Regions from separate parts of the Zea mays genome. Here region 2 is linked to region 1. The links are chromatin contacts, called in public Hi-C maps. All regions are on one chromosome and are shown on one strand. The core of a region is the stretch at or near the end of the contact, and the rest is flanking DNA. Distances in the headings are between cores, read along the strand shown.

Region 1 (7,528 bases), core at 2,039-4,538:
CCACGACTAGGGTTTTAGTATTGGGCTATTTTCAGTCCATCTATAGGATCTTTTAGCCTGGCCTCTCCTCTCCTCTCCTCTGCCAATACGTAGCCGCCAAAACCTAGTCTAGTTTGTGCCTCCTCTCTTTTGCCCGACGTCCAGCACCAGTGGTTGCGCCCCAGATCTCCAGCACCGACAGCTGCCCTAGAAGTGCAGAACTCCAGCACCGGCAGCTACGCCCCAGATCTCCAGCACCGGCGGCTGCTCACCTACGCCCCCTGCAGTCTTGCTCCATTCAACGGCGTCTGCGCCCCTCTGTCTGCTTGGCTGCTCGCCTGGCCTAGTCTAGATATCGGTTGCGCCCTCTGGCTGCTTGGCTGCTCGCCTGCCAGTCCGAATACTGGTTGCGCCCCTCTGCCTGCTTGGCTGCTCACCTGCTCCAGTCCAGATACCAGCGGCTACTCCAACACCATTGATGAGATGAGCTTGTCATCTCAAGGTTCCTCCTGCTCCCCCTTCTCTATAGTTCTGCCAGTGCCAAACTAGTGGATGGTTGTTGTAATCCTAAGCCAGTGATGAGTAGTGACTTGTACCTATATCTGTGTTTGCAAACTGCTATTTTGTTTATGCTAGCTGTTTGTTCTAATTTGTATAATGTATATAGGTATATTTATATATGTATATACCTATATAAGTATAACTACTAGTCTAAAAGGTCTAGGACGACCAGGAACCGACTAGGGGTCGACTAGTCGCCCTGGTCGTCGCCTAATCGCGATTAGTCGGCTGGTCGGTCCCAGGGATCGACAAGGCAACCAGGCGACGTGCAATCATTGGGACAAATACAACTGTGTGGATGCTTGAGAAGTCTGGTAATTTGACTACTAAATCAGTTATAAGATGATAATTTTTCCAGGGATAGTTGACATGAGAATGAAGAACATTTGGGAAACCAAGTTTCCATTGAAGATTAAAATTTAATTGGATGGTAGCTCAACACCGAGTACAGACCACTGCAAAAAGAGATTGTGAAGAGGCTAAAGATTGCGTCTTATGCAGAAAGAAGCGGACCATTGGTTACCTATTACCTTCTTCTTAGATGCCCCTGGCCACTTTTTCTTGGTGTTAGATTAGAGATAGCCTAGGGTGGGACTCAATCCCGGTAGAGGGGATTTTAAGAGTAAATTCACAACCCCGTGTTGTAGTAATAATTGGAGCATGGTGATGATCATGGCAGCCAACTCTTGGGCATTGTGGAGAACTCAAAATGATTTAGTTTCTCAAATCATATTATTAAGAGCCTGAAAGAAATTAGTTATAAAATCTTCGGTTTGTTTCAGCACTGGAAGAACCTGCTGAAGGAGGTGCAGCTGACAATCATGGAAGGAATTCTGGAGAAGCTCAAGGAAGGCCTGTCAAGATGCTGAAGACAGGGGTGCTGTGAAGATGTGGATATCCTCTCTGATGGACTAATTAGGAAGTTCAAGATCAGTCTTTTGGTGCTTTGCTGTGCTAGTTGGGTGTTTGGAACAAGGAGGCCTGAATCATAATTTCTCTTTCCTAGGGAGCACTGTTTGTGGCTGGTTTCCTTTTGGGTGTTAGGGTGTTTTGTTTGACTACGAAGGAGTGCAATTTAAGAAAGGAGAGTTTAGTGTTTGTGGTTGATCGTTTGAATGGGTAGCTAAAGTTGGATGTGCTAGATCGTAGGCTGGTTTTCCCAGCAGCCACTCTCTATGTTTTCTGCAAAAGTAGGGCTTATGCCTTTGGTCTAAAATATAAAAGAAGATGGTAACAAAAGGCTATACAAAATATAATCAGTACTACAGTGGCCTCCAGCTCACTGAAGGAAAAAGTGGTTCCTCAACTCTGTCTGATATTGAAAATCCCTTAGTTCAAACTTCAAAGTGAGGACTCACTTGATCCATCTCTCCACAAAAACTTCTAGAAGTAAATGAATTAGGTATTTGGGGAATGTTGTGAAAGTATCAGGACTGTTACAATGCCTCAGCTATTATGAGGTTCAACAAATAATCACAAGAAATACCCCAGATAGTTGCCTACACAGCTGTCATTTTTTTGTGAAGTGTGTTAGACCAAAATTTAACCTCCTCAGTAGGTTTAGTTGTGTTGTATGAATAAATGTAATGTCAATATGTTATACATAAACAATATTACAACTGTTTGTTCTTACAGTAACTGAGCCAAGTTGCTGCATATCACAATCTATTGCCTAATAATACGAATTACTGGACTTGATACCTCAGTGAAGGAAACAAGATTACAAGAGCACTCAAGTCTCATGAAATTTCTGTGTTTCACCACAAGATGATCATAAACAAACCCTCTCGTTTTCCACTGATAAATGTCGTTAGGCTTTCTAGTAAAAAAGCAAACTACATGCATTTAGTTTTCACCCATTTACAGGAAGGAAGAAGTGATACTCCATTACTCCTTCCGTTCTTTTTTATTTATTGCGTTCTAGTTCAAAAATGAGCTAGCGGGCAATAAATATTCGACAACTGAGGTAGTAATAGACAAATAGTTATTGACCATGCTACCAAGTATTACGTAAAATGTGTTCCTGATAACACAGGTTGGTAGTCATCATAAGATTATTTATAATAAAAAACTGCTGAAATAATTAACACAAGCATCTAATAGCCAAAATTGGACATCACCACATCAGGATCAGAGCAATACAACAACGACTCGCCACTACAGATTCCGAGTTAGTAATCACCTTCAACCCGGCAATAGCCTCCCAGGACGTGAGCGGCGCGACGGCGTCATCGTCGAGGAGGTTCTGGCGGAATGAGAGCTTGCGGAGATGGGGGAGTTGGCCGATGCGAGGATCAACAGAAGAGAGGCGGTTGGCGGTGAGGTCGACCTCCTCCAGCGTGGGTGGGATCTCCACCTCGCTTAGATCGTGCAGCTGGTAGCTCGTCAGGTCGAGGTACAGCACCGGCTCCTCCGTCTCCATCTTGGCCTCCGCCTCCACCTTGGCCTCCCCCTCTATCTTGGCCACTGCCTCGCCGCCAGCCGCCTCGTACAGCTGATCAACTACACCTTCGCCGGAGGCCATGGGGACCGCTGGGTGAGGGTGGATTCAGGTCTCGACAGGATTCTGGAAGAACGGGGAAGCGAAGGAAGGACCGCAGGAGAAGAAAATGCGCAATTTGTTTCACCTGGGGAAAGAAGAAAGGCAATTTTAGTAGGCTGGACATGAATAGTATGTGGGCCAATTAAATGGGCTGGCAATACTACCATTAAGGCCCATCTATGTCTTTTTTCCCAAATGGCAAGGTTCAAAACCCTAAAAACCCGCACGGCCTCACCGCCCCTCCGGCCTCCGCCGCGTGCTCGTCCCAACCCTGTCGCCGGCAAGCCATGGCGTCGCGCTTCCGCTCCTTCACTCGCCCGGCCGCCGCCGCCTTCCTCCGGTCCACTGCCAGCCGAAGCCCCTCCGCTTCCCTTCCCCGCACCCTCGCTCCTGTCCCTAGGTGAGGGGTCCTTCCATTTTTGTTCACGGCCTATGAGGATGTTTCCCGATTAGGCGTTGTTTAACTGGGGTTTCACGTGGCAGGGCTTCGGCCATGGGGCGGCGCATGGCTCTGGCGCGGTCTCTGCAACCGCTGCACAGCGCCGTCTCGGCGGCCCGGCTGACGTCGCGGCTGGGGGCGGAGGTGGACCGGGCCGTGTCGCAGGGTACGCTCTGCAGTTCCTACCCGGGAGTCTGAGTCTGATACAGTGTACTAATCTTTGCAACGCTACAGTGAGTTGTGGCTTCCCGGTTGCTTGCTTGTCTATTATCGTCCATGTGTTGACTGTCTTGGTTTAGGATGATTTTGGTGGGATCCGTTTCACTTGAATCCTTTTGGCTTGTCATCGTGGGCGTGGGACATGCGTGGGGTTAATATGTTTGCATGCCCTCAAGAGCAAATTTCATATGATCACAAATGAGTTTGAGTGTGGTGCTGTAATGCAAATTTTAGCATTTGTTTGTCTCAGTATAACGTTTACATATGTGTGTCTTGATGCTATATCACCTTCTTTGCAGAAAAATGTTGTACTGCTGTATATGTGACTATACATTGTCAAAAAAATTAATAACAGTTCTTTTGGGGGCAACATACACCAGTTTTTTTGTGTTCAAAATCTTTAGGAAAGTTTCTAACTGACAGAAATATGTTGTAGGCTGAATAGAAATGATTAGTGTCACACATGGAAAATACAAATGTGTTGACAGAAATGGGTCTACAGTTCTTCATGTATTCAGGATAAAATAGCTATGAAAGTATGAATTGCCAAAGAAGTGTGTCTACAGACTCAATTTAACAGTTTGACACTGATCTTTAATGCATAAATCAGAACCTTATGCCAAAAATGGTTGGAATGGAACGAGGACCTTGGACTATAGCAAATGTCATATCCTTTGGAGGCACAGCCGCACATGCACTGCATTTGGCTTAATATGTTAGTTATAGAAAAAGTTGAGAAGAAATATTAACGGCCGTGGGCTTAAAGTCTTCACACAATACCTGATGTTGTTCTCGGTTTGTTCTTACTTTTTGAATATAGTTCAATATTAATTTTCAAGATATGGGAACAAGCTTGATAAACTTTTATCTGGATTGGTGTCACGGGGAACGTGGTATAGCGCCACATTCCTTGTCTCAGCAACAACAAAAGTCAGAACGTCGTCCTACTTGGAACAATCTTGTCTGGACCTTCGCAACACTTCTCTCAATTGGTGCACCACGTCCCTTGATCGACTTGCCTCGATTTATCCCTTCTCTAGACCACCCACTCATGTGTGAGCCTCTACCACTAAGTCTGCCTTATTCTCAACAGTTGAGACTTTTTGGGCTCATCTCCTTTTCTCATCCCCGTTTTCACAATGTAAGTTGATTCTGGTGGGGGGCTCATCTTGCCTTGGTTTATCGCATCTCTAGACCCCACTCATGTGTGCGCCTCTAGCACAGGGTCCGCCTTATCCTTTATATTCCTCTGCAGTGTGAGCTTCTAGCACAGGGTTCAAATTTCTCACACATTGGTCCCAAGGTCAGGTGTGTTAAGCATATCCTGCCAAAAACAAGATTCTTGCCTCACCAGCAGTCAGGACGTGAGTGGGTGGGTGTGGGTCTTTTATTCTGGAGGGGAGTCATCACTCAGTTGTATTAATGGCAAAACATGTCACCCAACGGATTTTCGTAACCAAGAATTGCTTCATGGTCATTTTAGCTCATTTAAGGACCAAAGTGATAGTTGACTCATAATAAAACACCAAATAGAGGAAACCAATAAGTACAGGTATATACAACATGGACAATTACGTTGCTGGCATAATGTTAACCAGTTGTGTCTGCATGATATTTCCTGCCAATTTGTCAAGTCAATTTGGTGGTCGCCTAAGTTCTACATGCGTGCAGTATATATCTCTGTCCTTTGTTACACATATCAACTGTCACATTTACTTGTGCTATGCCCATTTCACCTTTTCTTTTAGATCTAACTGATCTATGTATCAAAATGAATCCTGTACTGTAAAAGGTCCTTTTATTCACCCCATTTCTTTTGGTCTGATTTTCAACATACGTCTCAAATTTTGCTTTTTCTTGTCTTTATATTTTATGAAAGAACAATGCTCTTCTGTAATTTGTGCCTCTGCACCATTATAAATATGTCACTCAACATTCATGTTAGATTCTGCTCTGGTACTATCATTGTGCGTAATCCCCAATATTAATGCGATGTGCCAAAATGCTCTGAACTGAAGTTCACACGATCTCGTTTCTTTATTATACAATATGTTCTAGAGGGCCACACTCTCTGGGCAAAATAGTTACAGTGACAACTGACAAGAACGTTTGGTTCTTGGTTTCTGAACTTGTACTGTTATATGGACTTGTTCTGTATAGTAGCTTCACTTATGTTATCGACTTCATTGCTTCTGTTTATGATTTATTGTAGCACTGATTCCCACCTTGTGTGTGTGCATGGATGTATTAGATGATTTTGCTGCACTTCAACCTAAAACTCATGTTTCTCATAATCCCACTGCTAATATCATGCAGAGACAGGTCTCAGTGTCCCTCGATAATGAAAGGAACTGCTCCAGATGGCAGCAACATCAGCAGCAGATAGTTGTAAGACTTGGTCATCATAATAATCATTCTTGTTCAATGGTTACGTTGTTTATTTAGTGGCACTTTTTGCTATGCGCTTACCATAATACATTCCTGGTAACGGCTTTTCTTTTGAATTCTATGTGTGGTCAAGGTTTTAAAGAGCATAGTCATGTTCATGTACGCCTGTCTCCATTTATATATGTGGAGATATGGGCATCAGTTCAAAGCTGGGATCAAATTTCTGGGTAGCATCCCGGCAAAATGTGACATTTTGTTGCAAATGTTGTTTCATTACGTTTAAAGTGTTTTTTTCTCTTGAAATATAGCGAAGATTGAATTGAAGTTGATGTTGGGACATTCAAACTTACGCCATCTTCAGCTGCCGTTTTGGAAAATGAAAACAACTGTCAATGATTATGTCTAGAGTTCTACATTTGCTAGATATTTTTACTGGAGATGCTTGCCAACATAGATAAACACAAGCGAGTGTGACGGCGTAGCACCACGAAGGCATGGCATGCAATGCAAGCATGTGTAGATGAGGACATGAAATTAGCTTGGATGGTCTGATGGGGGCCTTGCGCACTCCCATCAAGTCGTAAACTACAACAGGCACTGCACCCGGAAACTTTTTAGCCAGCGCCCAGCCATCTAGTTGGTCACCACTAGGGATGAAAACGGGACGGGTACCCGGAACGGGTATCGGATACGGGTATCAAAACGGGACGTAATTTCGGATACAGGTATTTTGTTTGTCGGGACGGATACGGGTATTACCCGGATATTGAGCCTCGGATACGGGTAGGATACGGAATCACTAATACCCGGTCAGTACCCGAAAATCCCGGGTCGGATACGGGTACCCGGAATTCAGGTACCCGTTTTTTCTTTTTCTGCATAATATAGTTATAAAATCATAACTTTTACATATGAAATCGGATGAAGATAAAGTTTATATGAAAATTGTAGAGCTTGAAGAGATTTATGACTTTGTAATACATCATGTTTTTGTTTAAACAATATTTTAATGATTTAATTGTATTTTGATGATTTTCTATGACAAGAAATTAATAATACATAAATAGCCTCAAAAAATTGTGAAATTTTACGGAGATACAACGTATGTCCATATGTAACCATAAAAAATGTTTGGATCATAAGATCTATAAGATGCCCACATTTCTTTCCTTTCACTTTCACTTATTTGTATGAGTTACATGTGAAATTAGTGTAAGTATCCAAGTTTCAATATACGAGGACTTGAGTTATCTTCATATAAAATGTTTATTAGTTTTTGTAACTTATTTGCAAATTTTTAGAACTAGAATATTTTATGAATTTTAAATATTGCGGTGTTGGTTCTACGATGTTCTTGTGATAAGCAACTTTGAACTGCATGATGTCAATTTTATCGGTTT
Region 2 (6,953 bases), core at 205-2,704, 160 kb after region 1:
TCCTTTCTTACGAGTCAACTGCTTCACCCATTCCTTGACTATCTGTGAATTCAAAAGAAAGTATATGTGTATGTTAATGTATTATGCAGCATTTCAAGCAAAGATAGATTAAGAAAAAAAGACAAAAAAAATAGGCATATTGTTTATGCAAATAAGCAATGGAGAACAAAACTACATAGGTACTAAAGATTATGTCAGCAATGGACAGATAAATATGTTGATAACCATCAGCATTCTTTCCTGTTCAAAAATGTCAAAACAAAAACCATACAAGTACTTGTACACAACGCTGACTTAGCAAAATGCTACAAGGCAGTACACACCATACAAAGCTCAATTGGAAATTACTACCTCCATTTCAAATTGTAAGTCGTTTTATATTTTTTCTTAGTCAAAATTGTCTAACTTTAACCAAGTGTAGAAAATATATTAACATATACTATATCAAATAAATACACTACCAACATTTATTCATGGTTTTATCTAAATGAATATTGTTTGATGTTGCAGATGTCTGTGCATTTTCCTATAAATAAACTTAGTCAAAGCTCAAGAAGTTTGACTTAGGATAAAACTAAAATGACTCACAACTTCGAGAAATGGTGTAGTATATATCACATGTTCCCTTCTTAAATTCAACCCACAACTTCAGTCAAGTATGAGATGTCAACTTGTTGGGTAGGGTAAACAAACATGTAAACAGCGGGTAAACAGGAAGCGAGGGATTACCAGACCAATCTCGGATAGCACATCTTCCCGCTTCGCGGACTCCTCTTTACCCTCATAGAGGCCCGCTTCAACCAAGAACTGAAACCCAGTTTTTCAGCAAAATAAACGGAACGTCGTCACAATGGAAGCCAAGTAAGCCGTTAGAGCTGCAAAACGTAAGCAGAGACAAAGAACAACCTTCTCCAGCTCGGCCGTCCTCTGCAGATCCGCCAACGTCGGCCCCGCCAGAGACAACGGTGGGTCCGTGCCGCTGTACCGCTTCGGGGACGACCGCAGCGCCGCCCTGGCCTTGCCGACAGATCCCGCCATTGACACTAGTCAGCCAAGCACGGAAGCACCTCGGCGCGCCGCCTAACCCAAGCAGCTAGTAACTACCACATCCCTAGACCCCAGTAATCCGCGCCTAATAAGACCCAAAACTTCCACGAAAAGGGCAGAGGCGGGTTCAAATCGAGCCTGCCCTCTCACCCAGCCAATCGGTGCCCCTGGATTCAAATCGACCGGTCGGCTACAAAACCAAGCGGCGTTGACTGGAATTTGACCTCCTGGTAGGAGATTACCCTACCAAATTGGGCCCGCAGAGTTCCCCGCGATTCGGCAGAGGAGGAACCCTAGGAATGGACGAGGAGGTAGAGAAGATGGATTCGCGCTCGCAGCGTGGGCGTTGGCGGCGGGGGGAGGGGCGCGTGAGCGTGACAGCGTGATCCCCAGCCGTGGAGCGTGTGGTGTGAAACTGGGAAGATCCGCCGGCGCCCGGCTGCTGTGCGCGAAAATTCTGACTGCTGACAGATGGGCCAGGCTTCTGCCTATGAGTCTTGCAATTTTGACATTATCTTTTCTTCGTCAGTATATCATCGGACCACAAATAATAGATACAGATGGTCTCATCAATCATAGACACGGAATGGTATAATGACAGAGAACCAAAATTGAAAGTGGCAAAATATTGAGCCTTCGAAGTCTTTTTCGTTCTTCAACTTTGAATTTAGAGACACTATTTTATATTATAAAAACGTAAATCTCTATTTAATTTAAAGCATTAAGTTTCGTGTGTCACGTACGGAACACAAAGATATTAAAAATTAGGTGCTAGCGGCCACCACAACGCCACGCGTGGTAGACCATCGTTGATTTGTGACACGTGTACCACCTTCGTATCGAATGGATGTAGCTAGGCGCTCCTCTCTGCAGCTAGTTTGAATGCATATATATAGCTCGGCTCGATCGTAATTCACCAGAGAAAAATGATATCCCCTCAACGTTGCCCTATCTAGTGCTTCCTCTCAGCTCGGGCGATGGGGTCCTCCTCATCACCGACGAGGTGAGCTGCACCCCTCCTCCCCCTTGCCTTGGGTGACTCCATGGTCGTCCATTGCCGCGACCACCCCGTGACGTCCGCATTATCCACAAGGACGACCGTCGCTCAGCTGCACATGCCGAGGACCTCCTCGTCTTATGGGAACAAATTCTTTGCATCCCGGATGCAAACACAGTCTTTTGCAGCATCTCACATCCACCACCTGAAAGCCCACATGAATAGAAGAAAACAAATTACTAAAAGATTAAGTTGCAAATTTGTAATTACCTTCATACCCGTGTGTAATGGACTAAGTCCAACATCTCTTGGTCTATCAATGCAAAGCCCAACCCTAGTTAGGGTTAGGGTTTCACTCTCCAACTTGGTATCAGAGTCAGTCTTGTCGGTGTTTGGTCCCGACTGCGCACTACAAGGTAGTGCTTTTTGAAGGACGTTGACGTCGATCGTTGCTCGATGGTACGTGTGGATGCACGTCAGAACATAAGGTTTATACAGGTTTGGGCTGCGTGAATGTGTAATACCCGACGTCCTGTGCGGTGTGGAGTGTTCGATTGCTATGAGTTTGCAGATTACAGGTAGTTGTGAAGGTGGATGGAAGAGTTCCTATCGATCGAATGGTGAATGGGCGAGAGATAGAGTTCTTGGCAGGATACCTCAGCAGTCTTATATAGCCGACGGGAGAGGTATCCCTCTACAAATCATGAAATTTATCTAAATATATTTGAGTTTGTTTGTTGCGAGCATTCTGAATCTTCTGGAGTCAGGTAGCTTCCTTCGAGTCATCTTCCGAGTATCTCGCTATTCAGTTGTGCACGAGACATGTCTTTGGAGCATCAATGATCTTTCTTCGATAGGTGTGCTCGAATAGCAGCCTTGCGCCACATTCTTCGGGATTGTTTCCTGCTCTGAGTATTATCTTCTTCGGTGAGATTTGTTGTGTCTGCTAGAGGACTTATCGAGAGCCCACCAAGCATCCCATGGAACATATCCACGCTACAAGGACCCATGGGATATCTCCCCTTCTCTCACCCCTCAACTGCCACCTCTACTCCCCTAGGCAGCCTCCTCTCCCGTCGGCGACCCCTCCTCGCCGTCCCAGGATGTGTCGTAGCCGGCCCTAACAGGATTGTCCCCGCCGTCCCTGGTCGTGCTGTTGTCGTCCTAACATTGTTCCCCAGGCCTAGCCGGTCCTCCAGCGATGCTTGTCCCTACCCACTTCACGCTACCTAGGAGTCCTCCGCGCGGCCGATTCGTCTCCTCCTCGATCCTGATCGTTGCAATCCAAATTTCTCTACAACCATGTTGACTATTCGAACATATATGCAGTCAAATTTCTTTGTAGCTAGTTTGACTACATATATAGCTAGGATTACATTGAGGAATTTGGCAAAAATGGGTCACTTTATGTTACCGCTCTACTAAATGGACCGCTTCTCGAATCAGTTGTAAAAGAGGGTCGCTTAAGCTGTGTCGTTCGTCAAAATAGGTCACAGATCCTTTGGCGGACCTGACAGGTGGGCCCATAGCGCCATCATACCGTTTATGCCCTTACGGTCTCACCGACGTCGTCTCCCCTCCATCTCCCATCAAAATAGGTCACTTTTCCCCTTCTTCATCTTCCCTATGTCGCAGCGTAAGCGATAACCCAGGCGACGTTATCTCGCTTCCATCGATCGTTTGCTGATGGCGACGGAGACGTCTACCACTCCCCTATGCAGGTCAGTCGTCCACGACTCCTTCATCGTCAAGGTTAGGCATTTCATTTAAGTATTCTTGTGCCCGTGTAATTTAGGGTTTTACGTACACATTCGTAGCTGATGGATTGTGAACCACACTTATTTTCCTGGATGTTTCGCCACTTTGTGCTTTGTGTCGGTTGTGAATTCATGTGATTACCTTCTCTGTTTTTTGGTAGAAGAATAAAGATGGACGGTTGTGAAATCCTGTCATAAAAGCAGTGTCTTTAGCTTTAGTTTGCCTACCAACAGCGCTAATTTACTTGCACTAGTATAATGGATGCAGGGATGTCGAAGAGAACTGAAATCGTCGACAAGGCAATCATCTTGATGTAGGTTCATGCCAAGCATATCTATCGTATTTGCAATGATAAGCTACCCTTGGGTAGGGGGTTGACTGCATTTGAGGTTAAAGAACTTCGGGAAGCACTTGAATTCACCGCCGAAGGATTGGACCAGGACTCCCTTTTTGCCAAGAGGAATTGGATGCAACTGTTAAGGAGGAACAATTGGAGCATGACGAGATGGTGGCTTTAGAGAGGATTGAAAGCCCACTACCTTCTCCTAGTTCGGACTGCTTCCTATCCCTTGAAGAGCACATTGAGAAGTTTTGGGGCACTGATTACAACTCAGACCAGATGCCTAGCTACTCTGACTAGGTTTAGGGTTTATGGTGTTTGGGACTATTCGAACTGAATGTATGGTGTAAGGGTTTGTGTCAATGTGAACTGAATGTCTGGATGTAATGGTATGTTTTTTAGTTTATGTGTACTGAACCTAATGTTTTGTGACACTTTCAGTCTATTTATGGTATGCAAATTTCTATCAGTTTTAGTCTATTTGAAACACTATGTTAGTATGTTTTTGTGTGCAAATTCCAATTTAAGAGTGTTTGTGGCTAGTCGTGTTTCCAAGACAAACAGACATTGCAGCTATTACAAAGGAAGCTCACATAACATATTGTTTTACACAACACAACAATCACATAGTGTTTCACAGAACATATTGTTTTATACAACACAATAACATAGTGCTTCAGCTTCATATAACACATTCTCGTTCACATATCAGGTACCCATGCCTTCCTTTTTTGGTGTGAGCTTCTTTTTAAGCATTCTAGGACCAGTGCCAGGTCCACCTCGTCCACTTGCTTCTACAATACTTGGATGGCATGATGGAGTATCTGGAACACTTGGCGCAACATTCTCATAACTTATCTGGCTGCTTGAAGCACATTTATGCTCATTCACTAGGACGGTAACCTACAAAACAAAATAGAGACGTAAGTAATACCAACATCTATGAACACAACTATACAATTGGAGAGAAACAGAAGAAAGGTTAGTACCATAACACTAGAATTCGGTCTTCTAGAACCATTCAGTTTCCAAGGGCATGTGCAATCATTCCCTTTGCAGTACACTCTATACCTACTTCTATCTGATTTTGTTATGCCAAGCTCAAACTCCTCATTTATAGCATATTGCCTCACAACTAGCCTAAACTCTTTCATCGATGGATAGAGAGTACCCAACTTCAGATCAGGGTGATCAACATCATGCAATATATTCACCATTTCTGCATTTTCATCATCAACTGGCATGGCAGTATCTAGATCACTTGGATCAAAACTATTACTTTCTGATGAAAAATGAGATGCAAAGTTACTTGGTTCTGGGTGGGTTCGATTCATCTCCTCATCCTCATCTTCAAGTCCCAAGAACACATACATCTCAAATCTCATCCTCATCACAGATTCTAAACATATCACCCGTCTCCCCATTATCTTATTTTCAGCATTCTCAATTATAAAGCTACTCCAGTCAATAGACGTGGTGTCATCATCATTACCATCTATGATGCGAGCACGAAATTGTCACCACCTACTTCTAGTATTAGCACAAATAAATAGACAATGATCAAACACAAGATAAGTAAGCATCGTACAACATAAAAAATGATGAAAATACACTTATGGACACCTGTAGATTGTGTTTGGAATCTAAGCTAGGTCACGATCTAATCAATACCTACATGGTAACATCGTCTAAGCGAGATGTAAGGACATGCTATGCTGACTAAAATACAAAGAAAACTAAACTTATATCATGGCGGCGTTGTGGTGGTGTCACAGCGTCAACACTTTCAAATCAACTGGCGACAACAATAGATCTTGGGAGCCACCATGATTGAGGGAGACAAGAGGCACCGCGACGCCACGACAGAGGGTAGGGGAAAGGTTACCTGCACAGGGGAGTGGAGGGGAGAGGTGGTCGTCTCCGTCGCCAGCGGCAAACGTTCGACGAAAGAGATGAAGAAGGGGAAATGTGACCTATTTTGACAGGAGATGGAGGGGAGATGGCGTCGGTGAGACCGTAAGGGCATAAACGGTACAATGACGCTATGAGCCCACCTGTCAGGTCCGTCAAAGGATACATGACCTATTTCGACGAACGACACAGCTTAAGCGACCCTCTTTTACAACTGATTCGAGAAGCAGTCCATTTAGTAGAGCGGCAACATAGAGTGACCCGTTTTGCCAAATTCCTCGATTAAATTTGATGTAGATACCATTTGTCATCATGTTGTTTGTTCGGACAGTTATCTTGTATGCAAGTCCATTTTTTCTTCTTGTTCAAAAAATTACCTTTCTTCTTCGTTCAATGTAATCCGATCATTTTTATGTACATTATGTCGTGTATACAAGGAATCAATTCTCTTCCTGCAATCCAAACATGAATACTGAGGTTTGAAACTTCGATTCCAACCGGTGCTATCTTGAATGGAAACACGATCTAATTTGAATGGAAACACGAATATTACATTCAATGGTGTTAACACCTTTTTCGGGCGCCAATCACTCAACACGAACCGTGGCGGTGCTCTCTGCAGAAGGACGGACGGTCTGCGGCCTGGCGCAGGGCTAGGGTTTCCTGCCTGACGGCCGGACGGTCTGTGCCCTGGGGCCGGACGGTCCGCGCGTGCGCAGGGGTGGCGGAAGTCACCGGCGGCGCCTGGATCTCGCTCCCGGGAGGTACCCCATCGGGGAGGAGAGATCCTAGGAGATGTCTAGGCTTGGTAGGCCGACCTAGACTCCTCTAATCGACGTAGAGTCGAAGAGAAGCTAATAATTTGGGGATTGGAAGACTAACCTAGAACTAGACTAGAAC

The links. Hi-C and Micro-C count contacts between places; a contact is called where the count stands out from the background.
Region 2: a contact with region 1 is called in a Hi-C map of tassel, with 2.1 times the contacts expected there. The contact joins the promoter of LOC100280371 here to the promoter of LOC100275107 in region 1. A contact is called at or near these places in 2 of 25 Hi-C or Micro-C datasets (ear and tassel) and 1 of 3 datasets of contacts at active chromatin or transcription factors (seedling).

What each region holds. Positions count from the first base shown.
Region 1 is chr4:237,345,981-237,353,508 of Zm-B73-REFERENCE-NAM-5.0, forward strand. It overlaps LOC100275107, which reads left to right and starts at 3,289. Exons shown (of 3, transcript NM_001394749.1): 1 at 3,289-3,482; 2 at 3,566-3,687; 3 at 6,057-6,387. The coding sequence starts at 3,370. The coding sequence ends at 6,082. It overlaps LOC100216558, which reads right to left and starts at 3,125. Exons shown (of 6, transcript NM_001142978.1): 1 at 2,723-3,125. The coding sequence starts at 3,064.
Region 2 is chr4:237,504,463-237,511,415 of Zm-B73-REFERENCE-NAM-5.0, forward strand. LOC100280371 (Nuclear poly(A) polymerase 2) reads right to left here and starts at 1,455. Exons shown (of 12, transcript NM_001320710.1): 1 at 907-1,455; 2 at 730-807; 3 at 1-42. The coding sequence starts at 1,038.